Linked DNA regions of Hordeum vulgare: region 2 is linked to region 1. A link is a contact called in public Hi-C data. All regions are on one chromosome and are shown on one strand. Each heading gives the region's core, a stretch centred on a gene start, on an enhancer-like site or on the middle of the called end of the contact. The rest is flanking DNA. Distances are from core to core; before and after follow the strand shown.

Region 1 (7,325 bases), core at 1,680-4,179:
CAAGCTCTGGAGGTAAGGGAGGCACCATCGGCTCCTTCTGTTTCGGCGCGGGAGACGCATGGGGCACGGCCGAGAGCGCCTCCAACAGGCTGCATCAAAATCCATGTTGATGCTGGTGTCTGGAAGGGACGGGGTGGCTCTACAACTGCTGTATGCAGGGATGAACATGGAAATTTTTTGGGAAGTTCAGCGCTGGTGATAGTTGGAGTCGAGGATCCCGCCATCCTGGAGGTGATCGCGTGCAGATAAGCTCTGGCTCTGGCGGAAGACTTGCACGTGTAGCGCATGTTGGTCTCATCGGACTCCAAGCAAACCGTACCAGACATTGCGGCTTTAAGCCGGAGAAAGCATGGGGCCATAGTCAATGAGATTAAGCTCGGATCGAGTTATTTTGATTGTAAATTTACTTTTGAAGGACTTATTGCCCACACAAAAGCACATAGCTTAGCCAACTACTCTCTTTCTCTTGGTCCGGGACGCTACGTTTGGTTGAGCCAACCCCACGACCAATCTTGTATTCTACAATTTGTGGCCTATGATTAATAAAGCGTTGCTTTACCCTTCAAAAAAAAATTCTAGTTGAAGAGAACCAGACTAGTTTTCCTGAACTACGGTTATTTAGGAACGGAGGGGGTAGATACTTTTGCAGCTCCTTATCCTTCACATAAAATGGGGGCTCCCAGTTATGGAATCAGGTCCAGAAATGCAAAGAGATATTTCATTTGGGTGCCCATTTTGTGTTTGGCGATGGGCCGACACAAAGTTCTAGCTTACTAAATCGCTTTATAACCAGGGGCGAAGCCAGCAATCTGGCAAGATTTGGCGCCCGCCACACCTAAAATTTGGTGCAAATACACTAGCATACTCCTGTAGTACGTGTTTGATTTTAGCTGAGCCATGCATCCAGCCGACCATCTCAGCATGTGGCTTCAGTGCATTGGACATGCCCCTTATAAAATAGAGTACACAACCTGTACGTAACAAAATTACTAATGATAATATTTAGCAAAACAATTCCAGAGATTACGCCTACAGAACCGAACCTCTTTTGACCAGGAAACTTCTCTGTCTGCTTAATAAAAGTAAAACCTCCTCATGGAAATGTATACTTTCTAACTAACCGAACTTCTATAATGTGTTTTCTATGATACTATTTCAATTCATGATTTATCCATTGTTTCTATAATTTGCAGATATGCTTTATGTTCGTGTAGTTAATATAGACGATAAATTTGTGATTGGTCATCCATGTAATTTTCATTGAGTAAGAAGAAACTCCATCTAGTGAGATATATATTTTGAGTGTCAATACAAAACTTCTGCATTTCGGTTGTATTTTCTGAACATAAAGTTATACATAGATAGCATTCTTGCGAGCTCTTGCATAGTTACATTATATATGTTTTTTTGTTCATAAATTCTGCCACACCTGAAAAATATTCCTGCCTTCGCCACTGTTTTTTTGTTCATAAATTTTGCCTTTATATATCAAATATCCAAATCTCTTCATCATTACTACTGATCCATTATAAACACTACTTGAAGGACTTGATGTGCCCAAACTTATTAATATTTTTTCCTCATCCTAATAGCGAGGAGAGGGCATCCTATGAAGCCCTGCTACTTGATCTAGGCCAGATCCATCTCTCGGATGAAAGGGACGTCATTCGTTGGGACCTTAAAGCATGGGGTTGCCCCTCGGTGAAAGCTATATATCTACGCAAAAATTGTTCATGGCCCTCCTATCCGCCATGCCAAAGCCATCTGGTCTACAATTGTCCCACTCAAAATCCGTATCTTCCTTTGCAAAGCGGCTCGGACCTCAACCTTCAGAAATGACACGGGCCTGGGAAAGGCTCGTGTGCACTTTCTGGGGCTCTGGAAGACGTTGATCATACCAATGTTCCAACGCGCAGCGGCCAAATTCATGTGGAGCTGTGTTCGGGAAAGCTTCGGCTGTAAATGGGACCTCAATTCATTTCGAGAGATCATTTCCCCCCACCTTCCCGATACTCGTGGGAACATCATGGAATCATTTGGTGTTCGTTTGCGGCCTTGGTATAGGCACTTTGGACCTGCCGCCATAATAAGCTTATGATTCAGGGTTAAATCCCGTATCACCCTACTGACTACATTTCTAAATGATCCTTGTGTTTTTTGAAAATGAAGGCCTCTCGGAAAGAGGTCTGGAAATTCGACCGGAATGCGGATAAAAAAGAATCCAGCCGGACGAAATATCCAGCACGAGATCGGCGACCGGAGAAATTCGAAAGAAAGCAAGCTTAATTCAGCGGGACGAAACTGAAACGCAGCATTCGTGCGGTTTTGGATGTCTGAAACACGCCCGTAAATATGCATGGATTCCCATTAATTACTCCCTCCGTCCTGGTGTACAATTAAGTTATCTTAGGTTATCAATGTTTATAAACCGAAACGGAGGGAGTAGCAGTAAGCGTTCATCATCCATTAATCCCCTTTGGCGGCAATGGGGGATGGCAAGGGCTGTGCCTAGCTGGGAGGTCGTTTTCCTCCCCCAGGAAACATTTTGGCTGGGAGCCGAACGTGGAACACGCCTCCGCTTGACGCCGCGAGAGGCGTCGCCACCGTCCGTCCGTCCTTCCGCCGGTGGACTGGAGCGGAATCGTGGCACACGCCTCCCTCCCTCCCTGCGTGTTTCCCCGGGGAACACGCCGGCCGGGTACCGGCCAAAACCAAGAACCGGACGTATCCGCGGGGACCTTATCACTCCAACGCACACGCACATGCAATGCATGCAAGCCCACATATATATGACATATTTTGCATGGACCCAGGATACATATGATATGCAAGCCACAGCGCAAGATGCTACTACACTACGTACTACCTGCACCTCAGATCTAGATGCGCTGTATAGCTGCACGGCTGATAGTGATAGATACGTACATACACACATAAAATAGACGAATTCATCAAAATACTTGTTCCATCTCTGTCGTCTCAGCTCCCTATACATATGTAGGAGTATTTTCTTCTATAAATAGGGCACCCAGGGCTCACTCTCTCCGACATCAGATCCTTCCATCACCTCTTCCTTTCCTGATCTGCCAGGGCAGGGTTGCACTGTCTAGCTAGGTCGAAACCAACCAAGACGGTGCAACCTTCCGCCCCATCGCGTAGCGCAATAGCCAACACCGTAGCGTACCCACGATGCTGACGGCGACCAAGCCGCTAGTAGGGGGCGCGTGTGCCGCGCCGTCGTCGTCGGCCCGGCGGAGGACGTTCGTGGTGCCCGAGGCTCGCCGGAAACCAGGCAATGGCCGCCGCACCAGCGTCTCCAAGGTGGGCAGCACCAGCACCAGCACCACCACCACTACCACCACCACCTTGTCCGCCGACTCCAATGGGGCGGCCGTTGGCACGGTAACCCGCCCGGACGTCCACGTCCAGGACCGCACGCACGCCACCGAGATGAAGGCCACGGTGACGGTGCACATGAGTAAGGCAGCCGGGGTTCGTGATTTCCTCTACGACCTCATCCTCAAAACCTGGCTGCACGTCGACCTCGTCAGCTCAGAGTTGGATCCACGTGAGTCACAATCCTCCCGCCCTTGCATTGTAGGTACATTAATGCATTAGTTGAAAACAGAGATTTAGTTCCGGTTTCAGAGAGGATTTAGTCCCGATTCTTCAAGCGGGGTCTTTAGCCCCGGTTGGCTTACGAACCAGGTCCAAAGAATGCACGCACAATGATTTAGTTTTAGCCCTAAGTATACATACATCCCATGTTTGAGGCGACAGGTAAATCCGATCGAAAGGAAAGATTGATACTAATATAGTATGTTTGCGTGGTGCAGAAACGGGGCAGGAGCGGGAGCCCATCTCCGGGGCCGTCAAGCACTCGGGTAGAGTGGACGACGAGTGGGACATGTACGAGGCGACCTTCAAGGTGCCGGCGTCGTTCGGACCCATCGGCGCCGTGCAGGTCACAAACTACCACCACAGCGAGATGTTGCTGGGGGACATCGAGGTCTTCCCCACCGGCCAGGAGGAGTCCGCCGTCACCTTCCACTGCAAGTCCTGGATCGACCCCTCGCACTGCACCCCCGACAAGCGTGTCTTCTTTCCCGCGGTCGGTCGATCCCTCTTTATTCACTCTCTCTGTCTCAGAAATGGACTACCTAAATACTTGTGTTTTCAATCGAAAACACCATTGTCTTCCTCTTCTGTAAACTAATATATATATATATAAGATCGTTTATAGATAACTAAAAAGTAAAGTAATGATCGAAAACACCATTGATCCCATATATAATTAACTGATTTTAGCATTGCATGCATGCTTATAAACCAAATATATATTTTTGTGGTGCAGCACTCTTACCTTCCGTCGCAGACGCCCAAGGGCGTGGAGGGGTTGCGCAAGCGCGAGCTGGAGATCCTCCGCGGCACCGGCTGCGGGGAGCGCAAGGAGCACGACCGCATCTACGACTACGACGTGTACAATGACCTGGGCAACCCCGACGACGACAACAACCCCACCACGCGGCCCGTGCTCGGTGGCAAGGAGCACCCCTACCCACGACGGTGCCGCACGGGCCGCCCTCGCAGCAAGAAAGACCCGTTTTCCGAGGAGAGGAGCCACAAGGAGCACATCTACGTGCCCCGGGACGAGGCCTTCACGGAGCGCAAGATGGGAGCGTTCGACACAAAGAAGTTCATGTCACAGCTGCACGCCCTCACCACCGGCTTAAAGACGGCCAAGCACAAGAGCCAGAGCTTCCCCTCCTTGTCGGCCATTGACCAGCTGTACGACGACAACTTCAGGAACCAGCCGGTGCAGCCCGAAGGAGGGAAGCTCAGGTTCGTCATCGACTTGCTTGAGACGGAGCTGCTCCACCTCTTCAAGCTCGAAGGGGCCGCGTTCCTCGAGGGGATACGCAGGGTCTTCAAGTTCGAGACGCCCGAGATTCATGACAGTACGCACAACAACAAGCATACATACATAGATTCGTTCATCCATTGCACATCACGCTTGCTTGATGGGTCGATAATTGCAGTTGACTAATTAGTAGCAAACATGTTGGGAATGCAGGGGACAAGTTTGCTTGGTTCAGAGACGAGGAATTCGCGCGACAAACCATCGCAGGGATGAACCCAATGAGCATCCAACTGGTCACGGTATGTATGTTGTTATTAATTATGCATGGCTCTATTTATGCAGGAAAGGAAAGGAAAAATCTTCATACCAATTTCTATATGATATGAAAGAGCACTATGCATGCAGTACTTTCTTATCAAAAGCACTAGTGAAACTTGTAGAAAGACTTATAAACCCAGATGGAGGGAGTATATGATATGAAAACTATGCATGCGTGCAGGAGTTTCCTATCAAGAGCAATCTGGACGAGGCAACCTACGGCCCGGCAGACTCCCTCATCACTAAAGAGGTGGTTGAAGAGCAGATCAGGCGTGTCATGACAGCTGATGAGGCCGTGCAAAACAAGAAGCTCTTCATGCTCGACTACCACGACCTGTTGCTGCCATACGTACACAAGGTCCGCAAGCTCGACGGCACCACCCTGTACGGCTCGCGCGCGCTCTTCTTCCTCACCGCCGACGGCACGCTCCGTCCCATCGCCATCGAGCTGACCCGGCCCAAGTCAAAGAAGAAGCCGCAGTGGCGCCAGGTCTTCACGCCTGGATGCGACGGCAGCGTCACGGGATCATGGCTGTGGCAGCTGGCCAAGGCCCATATCCTGGCTCACGACGCCGGCGTCCACCAGCTCGTCAGCCACTGGCTGAGGACGCATGCCTGCACCGAGCCCTACATCATCGCCGCCAACCGGCAGCTCAGCCAGATGCACCCCGTCTACCGCCTGCTGCACCCGCACTTCCGCTTCACCATGGAGATCAACGCGCAGGCGCGCGCGATGCTCATCAACGCCGGCGGGATCATCGAGGGCTCCTTCGTACCGGGGGAATACTCCTTGGAGCTCAGCTCCGTGGCTTATGACCAGCAGTGGCGGTTCGACATGGAGGCTCTGCCGGAAGACCTCATCCGGAGGGGCATGGCGGTAAGGAACCCAAACGGCGAGCTGGAGCTGGCCATAGAGGACTACCCCTACGCCAACGACGGCCTGCTCGTCTGGGACGCCATCAAGCAGTGGGCGTTGACGTACGTGCAGCACTACTACCCGTGCGCCGCGGACATCGTCGACGACGAGGAGCTCCAGGCTTGGTGGACCGAGGTGCGCACCAAAGGCCATGCTGACAAGCAGGACGAGCCGTGGTGGCCCGAGCTGGATAGCCATGAGAACCTGGCGCAGACCCTGGCGACCATCATGTGGGTCACGTCGGGTCATCACGCCGCCGTCAACTTCGGGCAGTACCCCATGGCCGGGTACATCCCTAACCGCCCGACCATGGCCCGGAGGAACATGCCGACCGAGATTGGCGGCGACGACATGCGCGACTTTGTGGAGGCCCCGGAGAAGGTGCTGCTGGACACGTTCCCGTCCCAGTACCAGAGTGCCATAGTCCTTGCCATCTTGGACCTCTTGTCCACGCACTCGTCGGATGAGGAGTACATGGGCACGCACGAAGAGCCGGCATGGACCAAGGATGGGGTGATCAACCAGGCATTTGAGGAGTTCAAGGAGAGCACCAGGAAGATCGTGGAGCAGGTGGATGAGTGGAACAACGACCCCGACCGGAAAAACCGACACGGCGCCGGCATGGTGCCGTATGTGCTGCTCAGGCCGTCGGACGGTGATCCCACGGACGAGAAGATGGTGATGGAGATGGGCATCCCCAACAGCATCTCCATTTGAGCTGCCTTGTGTGTGTGTGTAACTCAACTAGGCGTAAATAAGAGTGTCTTCAGTCTCTTGGCCCGGCGGTGGGTATAATGGGAATGAGCACCAAATTATAATTAAAGGACACGATGATATATATATATGTTGCACGAGATAATCTCTTTCTAGAGTCACAAGATATTACATAAACAAGGCAAGATTAGAAAGTCTTTTTACAGTACATCAAATTAGCTCGGCTGTTTATCATTCTAATCCAATGGCTTAAATATTTGTCGTCGTTTTCTCACGACAGATGCCATGGGTAGGCTTATCGAGAGTGGTTGGGACCGAAGGGACACCGGCGGGCTCCGGAAACGAGATTGGTAACTAGCGATGCAAGACGCACGATGTACCTAGGTTTGGGGCTCTTCGTGGAAGATAATAACCCTAGTCCTACCGGAGTGCTTGATGAACCAAGATGATTACAGGATGCTCCTTGAGTTGTTCGACGGAGGACGAAGATGGAGCAGTCGGCTTGCTATCTGCCTC
Region 2 (7,325 bases), core at 2,194-4,693, 180 kb before region 1:
TTTGTTGATAAAAATGAAGTGTTCATGTCGGTTACTCAAAATAAAAATTTAAAATGTAGTTATGTATGTTGCTCTTTTTTGCCGTAAAAAGTTATGTATGTTTTTTTTTAAATGAGATGGGTCGCCCCCTGCCGCAACTTTATTTCAAAGCCAAGGAAAAAAGCATAACCAAGTCTAAGGAGTTCTCGGCAACAGCCAAAAGTAACTATCACAGAAATAAAAAGCAGCGAACATTACAAGTTTGCTCAAGGGGATTACAAGTTTTCTATAGCACATCAAGCTGACAGACCCCCCCCCCCCCTCCAGCAAACTAGACTACCAGACAATTCTAAGCACCTCCCCTCTCCGGCGATCCAGCAGCCTGATACACCGGAGAAGAAGAGTACCCTGGGCCTCTGAACATAATATTTTCCATTGCTTGACCATAGCCCTCACCAAATCCAGCACACAATGAATACTGCGCCACTTCCATTGCATAAAAACAGTCGATACAGGGAACAAAAGCACCTGAATATGGGCATATGGCTTGATGTCGATTTGTTGGTGTAGCTTTCCAGATCTGCATGGCTTCAACACTTATTCCCCGTGCCGTCTTCTCATCCCTGGATCCAATTAATCTTTTAAGAACAGGTCAACGGAAGAGTAGGAACAAGGAAGACAAGAATTAGGGATGTCACATGGAGCAATCAGACGCGGAGCGCATGACTATTTGACAGCGAATCAAAAGAGTAGTACTCAATTAGGGTATAAAGGAGGTAGACGAACCATCTCTAATGCGGTGATGCCTAAAAAATCTAGTTGATGGGGAACATTGAGGATGCAAAGAGAGATGATTGGGGAAGGGAATAGCACCTTTGGTCTCCATTAATGGATGATGCACAGAGCGGCTCCTCGAATTTGGAAGTGCACTTGAGCGCGGCACTGTTCTTTGGCATAGGAGAATTTTGGGGAGGAGACGAGGAGGCTGGAGACGTTATTGGAGGAGACCGATGGCGTGCTCCATCAGCGTAGTTTATTTTTTTAGGTAATACAGCAACATAGTTAACTAGCAATTGATTTTTTTGGTCCGTCGGTGCTAACTAGGTAGTATCTTGGGCCTTGTTTTTTTCCTCTTATTTTCTAAATCTAAGTCAGAAATATCGCAAAACGTATACTGTGCTACTTTCTGGGCTGGGACCCCTACCTCCCAGGGGCCCAGGGCGGGCGACCCGTTGCCCCGGCCTATGGGCGGGCTGTGGTTCATTTTCAGGGGCACCTAGCTAGTTCAGTTTCGAGAAGATAGCTTTGATAAAGCCATGAATGAATACTACTCCTTTTGTTTCGAAATAAATGTCTCGATTTTATACTAGCTCTAGTATAAAATTATACTAAGCTTGAGACACTTATTTTGGGACGGATGAAGTATAAAAGCAGCATATGTTTTTTTTTTCCGGTAAAAAGTAGCATATGTTGGTAGATCAGCTAGCACATAACTCATCTTGCTTTATTAGGAACCAAACAGAAGCACCTTTTTTTTATTCCTTGATCTTGCCACTTCCTCATCACACTTTAAGTGATGCTGAAAAAGGAGAAAGAATGTTAATTTTGCCACTTGTTGTTCGACTGTACTCCCTCTTTTCCTAAGGAAATACTTGTTGAAAAGAAGGTCGGCGTGCCATCTGCTTCATGGTGCTCTGCACAGACAGAGACAGAGACGGTGCCGCCAGCCGCCGTTTTCTGGTAGGTAGGCAGGCAGGACGTTGGCATGGACGCCTCTCTCCTTGTCCGCGTGTGTGTCGCCTTCCTCACTCACGTCCATGGCCAGCAGCTCTGCTTCATGGGGTGGTGCTCAACCAGAAAACGGTGCCATTTCAGCTGTGTTCTCTTGTGCTCCGTGCCTCTGTCTTGTCTGCGCACGCCACGCCACGCTCCAGTCCTGCAAAGACAAACCGGCATGGCGCCACTCGTGCACTTGAGACCCTTTCTGATGAACCTATGCGCTTTTGTTCATCACATCACTTGTCTGATGGTATGCCAACTGACAGACAGGGATCGTAATAAGATGCCACACTGAAATCAGCTTGTTCAGGCCAACAAACAAGCTGCCAAATGGATCAACTCAATCAAACAAGGAGATGTGCGCAGCAGCAACAAGAGAAAGAGGAAAAATTCCCCTTGCAATCACATGGATGAACACAAGAACAGAGTATAGGAATCGAGTTAATCAGCATCATCGATCGGGGGTGTTGGATCCAATCGTCAAACCCGGAACGCATATATGTATCTATGCATGTATGTATATGCACATCTCTATAATTAAAATTGAATCTTTGTTTTTTTGCTTTGGTTTGGTTTGTAGCAGCAGTCACCTCCTCATCTCATGTCATCTCATCTCATTGAGATGCCAATGCCAGATGCCGATGCCGGCCTACCTATATGTACAGCAATGGATGTATGTTACAATGGTTTCTTTGGGTTGGGTTGGGTTGGTGATCACCTCACGCCGCCGCCCCTCTCACATCTCCTTCTTCTTCTTCTGCTGCTGCTGCTGCAGGGAGGCGCCGTCGTCGTCGTCGTCATCGCAGAGGACGCCGCGGGTGACGCCGTAGCAGTGGAGGAACACCCAGAGCATGGCGGCGTTGAGCATGGTGTTGAACACCCATGCCCCGATGCCGCTGCACCCGCCGGCGACGGCCCCGCCGAAGTGCATCCACAGTACCCCCGCGTGGCACACCAGGTTGCACCCCAGCAGCCCGAGCTGGCACGCCCCGCGCGCCGCCGGCAGCATGCCCGCCCACAACCTGAACCCGAAGGCGACGGCGTGGGCGAGCGTGGAGGCGAGGATGGCCAGCACCTGGAACGACTGCGAGAACTCGAGCCACAGGAACGCCATGGCCACCGACGCCGCGTGCGCCAGCACCCGGGCGCCGGCCCCGCGCCGGCGCCGGAGCACCGCGAACGCGCCGCGCAAGGCGTGGAGGTACCGGGAGAGGTAGTAGGCGTAGGACCAGAAGAAGACGCGGCCGGACGAGCGCGTCCCCGGCGGGAAGCAGAGGAGCCACCGGAGCGGCGTCGTCCGGCTCCGGCCACGCCACGACCACCGCGTGTCCCGTATCTCCGCCACCGCCGACAGCAGCGTGCCGGCGAAGATGGTCGCCGAGACGGCGGCCATCAGGAGCGCGTGCGCGGCCGGGAGGGGGCCTAAAGGGACCGGCTTCCGGCGGCGGAGGAGCGCGCCGAGCAGCGCGTCGGCGGCCAGGCAGAGGGACACGTACGCGGCCAGGAAGCCGAGGAGGAACGCCCAGGTGGAGAACCAGAGGCCCGAGGGGCTCCACCGGAAGCCGACGATGTCCGGGTGCTCCGCCAGCCAGTAGGCGACGTCGCCGGCGAGCGCCATGGTCTCGTCCGCCGGATCGGTCGCTCGCCGGCAGGCAGGAAAAGGAGGAGCTTGTTGCGGTCGTACGGTGCGGAGGATTAAAAGGGATTTGGGGAATGGGAGCCGGGATATATATACTCGCCTCGGCCTCCTCTCCTTTGTCGGTCATACTTCATGGACCAGGTCAACCTGGCCCAGGCCCAGGCCCGTTCACCCCGGGTTAGGGCCGGGCCCGCAAAGGCCCTAGGGTATTTTTGAAATATGGACATATGTAACTAGTTGGTGAGAAAAGAAAATCTCATACTCCATCGTCCGGAAATACTTGTCCTAGAAATGAATATAATTGATGTATCTATACTTTCTCCGTCCGAAAATACTTGTCCTAGAGATGAATATATCTAGACTTATTTTAGTTATAAATACATCAATTATATTTATTTTTAGGACAAGTATTTCCGGACGGATGGAGTATGAGATTTCATTGTAAACCCGCACGATGGGTGTCGAATGTCGGAGCCTTGGTGTTTCGAGGTGGTTGCTGGAGTCGATATAGTCGCGTAGCTATCGATGAAAACATGTGAAATCATATTTTCGATTCTAAAAGGCGTAAATGGCGCAAAACTCGGTGTTGGATCGTCGATGGACAGTTATATATCTCTATAAAAGACGTAATACTTTGTGTTCTGGTCTCTTCAATTTACCAGAATCCAAACTGTGATACGATATTTATGAAACCGTGTGGAAAATTGCTTCATGTCCTATTTTGCATCAAAAATAGCTTAAAATATTCGGTTTTAGCGGGCTTGGACCTGGACAGCCGGAGCCAGGCTTAGAGTTCCAAGCTTTATAGGGTCTCAATTTATTTTCATTTATTTATTTCCCTGGGGCGGGGGAGGGGTGGTCTCAATTAATTAACTTTGACTTTTATTGTTATGTCATTTTAGGATCATGAAAAACTTCCAAAATATCTTTAACGGAATTGTTGAACTTTTAGAAGATGCATCTTCTTTGGTGCTATGAAAAGGGGCATGCATGATAACAATCAACGTGTAATAAAAGGAAAAAAAAGTCTTTATCAGCATGCAAACAAAAGGGAAAGGGTCTTGAAATGTGCTTGCCTAAAGTTAGGGTGGCCATTCTAGGAGGGGCTGGTGTGATGCATGAAACACGATTTGCATGCATGCTTGCTTTGAGGGATCCGTCCACACCATCACCACCGCCGCGCCACCACCCTAAATTGTCTGTTTATGGCCATAAGATCTAGTTATGCATGCATATATCGCCTCACAGGGCCGGCCTTGAGATTTTGGAGGCCCGGGGCAAAACAAAAATTCAGGGGCCCTTAATACTACTAGTAGGGGGGCTGCGTCTCATGGTGGCCCTCCAAGTTTGTAATCTAGCCACGTGAGTATGTGTGAGTTCAACGGCTACATCCTGAAAAGGAGTTCATCTATGTCGGCGTCGCTCCCAATTCATGAATCGGCGACATCGGAGTGATAGGCCTTTTGGAACTTGGAATAACAAAATAGGGAATTGGGGATTGTAAAGATCTTGTGCTAGAAAAGATCATAGCGAACACAAGGAAAGAATCATGGGCTATACATGCATTAGTTCCGTTTGAGCAGAGCGATTTGCATGCAAAGTTACCTAGCGTGGCAAGCTGGACGTGTTGACCAGGTCCTTCGGCTACTTCTTTGTTTGACAAGAGGTCCTTCGGCTACTTGGTATCGTACCTGGGTGGGGACCCCTCGACTTGGGGGCCCAGGGCCGGCCCTGTAGCCTCAACATGATAAATGTCCACTGAAAATAGGACACTATATATATGCAAGGAAACGGGTGTAATTTCAAGTTTGATTCGTCATGAAAAAACAACAACACTATTATCGTTGAGGGAAAACTACTAACAAAGGAATTCGCGACATAGACCCGTTCTCTCGCTCGCTTGCTTACTTGAGTTTGATGCTTAATTTAGCACTAGTTTGTTAGACTAGGTTAATTATTTAGCTTCGTTCAGTGTATTGTATTGCTAGGATGGAACCTAACGGCAATTAAAAGAATTACCCACGACCAAACTAACGGCACCGATCGAGTTATTTGGATTTGACAATTTTCATCCATCCAACCATATTTTTAGGGTTTAGACAAATCGTGTGTACCACCTGATGTTAACGTCTAGAGTTATTTTATTAGGAGCACCACATAAGCGCATCAACCACCGCCATAGCAATTTTAATAGTAGACTCAGCTGCTAGTTGAGTACCCTGCAAAAAAAAAAAAGAGCTGCTAGTTGAGTAGTATATTTTAATGGCATGTCATGTGTTTAGCCAATATGTACAGTACTACATCCGTCCAGGTTTATTGAGCCTCTTGTATTTTGGGAAAAGTTTGACCATCTACAGAACTAACAAAATGTAAATTATGTGATACACAAAGTATATTGTTGGATTTGTATTTTTTTTTCAAAGTATACAAAACTATCAAAATGTAAATTATGAGATATAATTTACATCTTATTAGTTAAATTCATTAGCAAACTTTAGCCTAAAATAAGAGGGGGCCCAAAAATTTTTGCGAACTATAATTTACATTTTATTATAGGTATATGGTATTAGTTTTTTCACTATTACTTTATTTATAGGTATATATTACTTTATTAATATTTGGTTCACCTCATTTCAAGTTTGCGGCCAAATACATCCATATTCCTTCCTTTTCAAGTAGTCTTTACCACCTAAAATATAATTAAGAAATAGCAGCTGGTTGGTGCCTAAAGGAAGATTTATTTTGTGCTAGCTGCTCTACCAACATGTACTACTTTTATATGTAGCATGGTTGAGGCAAATATTATGCCTTGGTTTAAAAAAAAAACTCTTATACGTAGCTTTGTGAAGCTGTCTTGTGGAAAGTGAGCTAGGTTCCCCTGAAAAGGAACTGAATATGATGGCACGCACACAAAGAATCTAATAAAGCATGCATGCATGCATATTATTAGTGTTCTTCGGCTTGCAGCTGTGATGCCCTAGATTATTTCGTCTTAATTAGAAAATATTATAGTAACATTGTCGCGGATACAAAAATATTCTCATTTTGTTCCAAAATTACTGTCTTAGTTTTGCGTAGAGATGGATGTATCAAAATACTAAAACGTGACTAGATACATTTAATCTAAATAAATCTAAAACAATAATTTTAGGACGGAGGGAGTATATATTTTCCCTGCACCAAGGTTTCCATTAAAGTAATATTCAAAGTTGTAAGACTCTAGAAATAAAGCACCCAGTCGTATCATATGACCATATCAGGATCACAGGATCGTGTATGAACCCTATCCCGGATTGATGATTGAGATCTGTAGAAGAAGGTTAGGATCCTTCCCATCATATTGATCACAATCCAAGGCGACAGAGAAATTACATCAAGCACGCACGACACTGCAAAGTGGAGAAATTACATTAAGCACGGCACGGTAAAATAATACTAGCACCAGCAGAGGTTGGGGGGCAGGAGACAGATGATTGACAAGTGAACGACTGGTATATATATTACTCCTCCTCTGTCTTAAAATAAATGACTCAACTTTATACTAAATTTAGTATAAAATTAATACAAAGTCGAGTCATTTATTTTAAGACGAAGGAATGATTATTTTATAATGATCTAAACGTTTTCATATTATTTTTTTACAAAGGGAGTATAAAGGATTTTGAGAAACATCGTCCACGGGGATCGAGCGCGGCATACGTCGTCTCAGGCTAAAGTCTACCGTCGAGTGATTGGCGGATGAGCATGAGCTCTCACGTCATTCGCTTTCTTGGGTTAGGTGGACTCGGCGTGCACCGTCCGTTCCGTTTCGTCCTGTTCAGTTCCATATCAACTTTAACTTTGGAGTCGTCGTCGTTGTCATCGTCGTCGGAGCTGAACGGAACGGCCGGAGGGCCGGAACAGAAAGATCCATCCTCATGCAGATGCT

What was found. A called contact is a pair of places that touch in the nucleus more often than the background predicts.
Region 2: a contact with region 1 is called in a Hi-C map of seedling, with 2.1 times the contacts expected there. The contact joins the promoter of LOC123397850 here to the promoter of LOC123395664 in region 1. A contact is called at or near these places in 2 of 6 Hi-C or Micro-C datasets (leaf and seedling).

What each region holds. Positions count from the first base shown.
Region 1 is chr5H:3,446,774-3,454,098 of MorexV3_pseudomolecules_assembly, reverse strand. It overlaps LOC123395664 (lipoxygenase 2.1, chloroplastic), which reads left to right and starts at 2,929. Exons shown (of 5, transcript XM_045090687.1): 1 at 2,929-3,568; 2 at 3,837-4,111; 3 at 4,355-4,958; 4 at 5,075-5,160; 5 at 5,361-6,954. The coding sequence starts at 3,190. The coding sequence ends at 6,812.
Region 2 is chr5H:3,623,162-3,630,486 of MorexV3_pseudomolecules_assembly, reverse strand. It overlaps LOC123397850 (elongation of fatty acids protein 3-like), which reads right to left and starts at 3,443. Exons shown (of 1, transcript XM_045092380.1): 1 at 2,170-3,443. The coding sequence starts at 3,376. The coding sequence ends at 2,495.